Regions from separate parts of the Mustela erminea genome. Here region 1 is linked to region 2. The links are chromatin contacts, called in public Hi-C maps. All regions are on one chromosome and are shown on one strand. Each heading gives the region's core, a stretch centred on a gene start, on an enhancer-like site or on the middle of the called end of the contact. The rest is flanking DNA. Distances are from core to core; before and after follow the strand shown.

Evidence for each region. Hi-C and Micro-C count contacts between places; a contact is called where the count stands out from the background.
Region 1: a contact with region 2 is called in a Hi-C map of fibroblasts, with 6 times the contacts expected there. The contact joins the promoter of QKI here to the enhancer-like site in region 2. A contact is called at or near these places in 2 of 3 Hi-C or Micro-C datasets (fibroblasts and skeletal muscle).

The regions. Positions count from the first base shown.
Region 1 is chr4:5,189,395-5,192,094 of mMusErm1.Pri, reverse strand. QKI (protein quaking) reads left to right here and starts at 1,388. Exons shown (of 8, transcript XM_032337970.1): 1 at 1,388-2,031. The coding sequence starts at 1,890.
Region 2 is chr4:4,674,776-4,677,475 of mMusErm1.Pri, reverse strand. No RefSeq gene overlaps it. Among named protein-coding and RNA genes, the nearest start is that of QKI, 510 kb to the left of the region's middle. Within about 2 kb of position 1,350, the one cell type or tissue checked has open chromatin away from gene starts, as enhancers often do. A contact at or near this core is called in fibroblasts, where this site is marked.

The DNA of each region.
Region 1 (2,700 bases), core at 139-2,638, 510 kb before region 2:
CAAATGTGAACGTTGACTTCCACCTTTCGAACTAGGTACATGATCTTATTACGGCTGCCTTTCAAAACTGCACGCGGATGCCATCACGGAGTGCACCATCATCCCCCCTTCACGTCCCCGTCCCCCTCCGTATTTCCTACAGCTCGGTGCCTGCTCCAAACTGCAGCCTAGTCTCAGAATAACGGACGCTGCATCACGGCAGACCCTGTCTCTAGAGGCGTGCCCCGCCACTGGGCCAGGTACTGCACAGATAGTGGCGATGCCGTCGGGGCGACGAGGGGCGCCCACGCGGAACCCACGGCGCGTCGGGCTCCTTCCCGCAGCGGTGGCTCTCGAAGCCGGAGGACCGCGGGGACGCCGGCGGGGGTGGGTGGGTGGGTGGGCATGTCTTCGTGCGGTGCCACCAACGACAGAGCGGTAATCTGAGCCCCCCGGGAACGCGTCCTACAGGGGAGAACTCGACACCCGGGAACGAAGATTCCGCAGCTTCTAGCCCCCACTCAGCCATCTGGGGGTCCGACGGCCCTGCCGTTCCAACCCTCCCCCCACGGCGCGCCCCCGCGCCAGCCCCCGCCCCGGCCCCGGCCCCGGCCCGCCCCACGCAGGCGCGCGGCAGGCCCTGCCCCTCCCCCCTCGCTCGCGGGGCCCCGGCAGGGGCGGAGCGACCCTCGGAAGGGGCGTGGCCGCCTGACTCGACGCGCGCACGCGCTCTCGGGCCTTACGGCTACGTGTCGGGCCACGTGATGCCCACCCCGAAAGTCCCCCGTGAAGCAACAGGACGTTAAAAAAAATTCTTTTCTTTGGGGTGGGGGGGGAGAACGGACGAGAGGATTCTTAAAAAAACTATAGTAACGCAGGAGAGGATGGGGCCGTGCGGTGGCGAGCGCAGCCCCGGCGCGGCCCGCATGCAATCCCTCTCACCTAACGCCACAGCCCGACCGCGCCCGCCAGACGAGCCGGCCCGGCGGCGGGGAGCGCGAAGCGGCGCGGCCCTCGCCCCCGCCCCAGTCGCAAGCACCGCCACCCGGCGCCCTCCCCCACCCGTCGGCCCCGCACCCGTCCCTCCCGCCACTGTCGCCCGCCTCGGCGGAGACCCCAGCCCGGCGCCCAGGCCGGGCTCGCCGGGCGCCGCCTCCATCACGCACCCCGCCGGAGAGAGACGTCGCGGCGGCCGCGGCGGCGGCGCCCGGGCCGGGGGCTGCGGGGGGCGGTGGCGGGAGGAGGAGCGCGCCGGCCGGGCCCCGCTAACGGCCGCCCTGCGCGGCCCCGCCCGCCGCCCGCCCCCGGCCCTCCCCGCGCCGCCGCCCCTCCCCCCGCGCCGCCGCCGCCGCTGGCAGCGCCGCCTGAACTGAGGCGAACTCCGCCGCCAAGTGAGTGAGGAGGAGGAGGAGGCGGCGAGGAGGAGGAGGAAGAGGAGGAGCGGAGTCAGAGCGCGGCGGCAGCGGCAGAGGCGGCCGCGGCGGGGACCAGCCCAGAGAGACCCCGAGCCCGCGGCAGAAGCGGCGGCGGCGGCTGAGCGGGCGCGACCAGCCGAGCGAGCGGCGGCGGCCCGGCTCCTCCTCGTCCGGCGCCGAGCGGCCCGCGCCCGCACTCGGCCCGCGGAGACCCGCCTCCCGCCCGCCGGCCTCGTGAGGGACGCGCCGAGCCGGCGGCCGAGGAGCGGCGGCGGGCCGGGAGCGCGTCGGGCCGCGGGCGGAAAGTGCCTGCGGGGGCGGGGAGAGCGCGGCGAGCGCGCGGTCCGGCCGCCCCGGCGCCCGGCGCGGGAGCGGAGCGGAGCGGGACGCCGAGTCCCGAGCGGCCGGCGGCCGGGGCTCCCCGCCCCTCCCTCCTCTCCGGCGGCGGCGGCGGCGGCGGCGGCGGCGGGCGGAGTGAGCTGCGGAGCCTGGAATATGGTCGGGGAAATGGAAACGAAGGAGAAGCCGAAGCCCACCCCAGATTACCTGATGCAGCTGATGAACGACAAGAAGCTCATGAGCAGCCTGCCCAACTTCTGCGGGATCTTCAACCACCTCGAGCGGCTGCTGGACGAAGGTGAGTCTCCTCGGCGGCCCCTCGCGGCCCGCGCCCGGGCGGCGGCCCCTCTTCCCGGGACCCGACGCCCGCCAGCGTGTTGGGAGGGCGGGAAGGTCGCGGCCGGCGGGGCCCGTGCGCTCGGGGACGGACAGGCCCGGGCGGGGCGCATGGAGGCGGCGCCGAGGCCGGGCTCGCGGGGCGCGGCGGCGGCGGCGGGCGGGTCGGGGCCGCGGGGCGCGGGCGGGACGCGCCGGCGGGACGCTCGCCCCCCTCCCCTCCCCCCCGCCCCCGGACCCGAGACCCCCCGGACCGGAGATCCCGGGCCTCGCGCGGCCGGCGCCCAAGTTGGTGCGCCGGGGAAGGCTGCAGGGCGAGCCCTCTCGCGGCCCCGGCTTCCAGCCGCGCCGGCGAGCACCGCGACGGCCGGGAGCGTCGCGGGCCTGCCGGAGAGGAGCCCGGCCTCGCCCGCCCCGCGCCCCGCGGGCGCCTGAAGGACATGGGCCCCGGGGCGCTCCCGGAGGGGTCTCTCCCGGAGGACGCCGCCGCTTCCCCAAGGGGAGGATCCAGCGGGGCTTCTGCGTTTTTGGAGTTTGTGCAGCTCGCAGACACTCGAGGGGAGTAGCGCGGGGCCGGGGGATTGAAAGGAATTCCCTGGGAGAGCGAAAGTAGAGCTGCTTTAGCCCGAGG
Region 2 (2,700 bases), core at 101-2,600:
AGTCACTGGTCTGGGGAAAAATAAAAAGGACATGATAGCAGAGAGTATGTGGGAATCCCATCTGTACATAACACTAATTTTTTAAAAAAATTATTTATTTGAAAGAGAGAGAGTGAGAGAGAGAACACACAAAGGGGAGGAGAGGCAGAGGGAGAGAATTTCAAGCAGACTCCCCTCTGAGCACAGAGGTCGACCCCCAGGGCTTGATCCCAGGATCTTGAAATCAGGACCTGAGCTGAAGGCAGCCACTTAACTGACCAAGCCACGCAGGTGTCCCAACGGAACAGTGATTTTTGATTACGAGATCAAAACGTAGGATGAGAGTAATCACATTCTTGGACCCATCTACACATGATTGTGGGGAAATTAGAGGGCCGACCTTATGAATTCTTTACGGTTTATTTATAAAGATAGTTCTGGCATTTTAATGAGAGAATGGCAAAAGTCTGGCTGTTTTGTTGGTGAGATCCTGTGTGTGTGTGTGCGCGTGTGCATATGACATATAAACCCTCCTAAGGCTTGGGAACGACTAAGTCCCTCCCCCCTTATAGATGCCCCATAATTAGCCTCTTGCACCTGTCATGCTGCATATATCTTTCCCAGTGGGAATATGGGCCCCTCCGAAGAGCCTCCGTCTGCCGTGAATAAAGCAAGAGCAAGTGCCGTGTGCGGCCGTGAAGTCTGTTTTTGGTCCTTGATCTTGTCTGGCTACTCTATTTCTCCTCTTTCCAGCTTTTCTGGTTCAAGTGGCACTGCTTTCACCCGGAACCAAATACTTGTATCTGTTTACAACCCAATTTATACGTTTTTTAAAATACTCTTTCTATTCTGTTTTGGTCCCTTTGTGGGTAGGTGTGTGCTGAGTGAGATCTGAGAGAAAGGGTTTATGAAAAAGATAATCCAGATTCGCTTCTGAACTTCCCCAAAGTACAACTTTGCCAACACAATGTGCTTTCCTTAGCTGAAGGGGCTGTTTTTGAGAGACGTATCTGCTCCTCATCTCCATGGAAGTCATTTATTTCCACTTACTTTCAACTGTACTTTCACAGGTTTTGTTTTCCTCCACTATTTTTGACGGGAAATTGGCATACTTGAGTTGTCAACTATGTAGGGGAGCTTTTAAGTCCTTTAAAAATTTCCAAAGTAAGCTTTATAATTCGATAACGATTTTATAAAAAATATTCCTTGGTTTCTATTCCCCCCACCCCCTTTGGGATCTCTTAGCTATATTTGAAAATGCACACATGATAAAAACTAATAATAAAATTCTGAGCACAGATTTCTCTCATGCAACATTCTTGAACCATGATTACATTTTTTTGTAATGCTGTGTCCTAATGGGCCAGATGACATTCCTGGCTTGCTATTTGTTGAGCCATCTTAACCTTGACGGGTCAAGCGCCTGGCGGTCAGGGCTAGCAAACAGAGCCCCCTGCTGGAGGTTCTGGGGATCCGATTTCCAATGCAAAGGGGAAGGTCTCTCCTGAGGGCGGGGAGACCAGTTAGAAGATAATCAACACAGTGGAGAAATGGAGGACTTGTTTTTGACTGACAGGACAAGTCAATATGATCTCAAAGGATTTCAACAGCACTTCACTTCCTTTTGAAAGTTTGGGAATAAAGGCAGAGACCCTGATCTATTTAAATCACTGACTGCTTATCAAATTAGTATTTCCTGAGAAATTATTCTTTAGGTTGTTGATAGGTGTGCAAGAAGAAAAGGTGTCCTATTTTCCAGTAAGTCTTGAAAATAGTGGGTTAAATATGACTCCTTGTTGCAGAACTTCTCAGAGCCTTTAATATGAAAAGAGAATTTCAAACAACACAGATTGCTTTCCCTAAACTTGTTTGACCATGGGTATTGATTCTGTGACACATTTATTAATATTTTTTGAATCATTTCATAGAATACCAGTGTAGGAAGTCCATTGATATTCCTTTTTCATTTTTTCTAAGAGTTTTGTTTGTAAGACTATTTCACGCTACTTATATTTTAATTTTACTAGAGTACAGAAAACTGAAGACTATTACTTATCAGTATGTGTGAGTGTCTTTTTCTTTTTTGCTCTCCTCTGATGATTTCTTTTTTCTTTTCTTTCTTCTTTCTTTCTTTTTTTTTTTTTTTTGTTGTTGTTTTTAAATATTGGGGACAGTGCACTTTGCATTTGTGACTTTATAAATTCACGTCAAGCCTGTGTCTTTGTTTAATGTTTGTGCTAGCCTTATCAATATCTTTGTTTAGACCTAGGCTCGTTCATATTTTATAAAGATTATTTTTCCTTAGTTTCTATGGACATGCTTTGTGTTAATAATGTGCAGCGATTGAAAATAAAGCTGAAGAATTGTTCTTATCTTAGATTTGTAGGAAAATGAAATATTGATACTGTGTACAAAAAACTGAGGTCATACAGGTATTATGGGACAAAACCCTCCTTAGAAAACCAAAGTACGTTTGAAAAGAAAGGTATTTTATCTTGATAACTATTACAATTGTTTTCTCTTAGAACTTCCTGCTTTAAAAATATTCTGGGCTCATAGGCAGATTGGGTATCTTTTTGCAAATGTAACTGAGTAAGGGGATTATGTACTTGAAAACACAAAATCTTAGGAGAAAATTGTCATTTTGCCGGATCTTCTATGTGAAATAGCTCCAAGGTTCTAATTGTTTAGATTCCATTTGAATGAAGAAGTGTTCTTCAT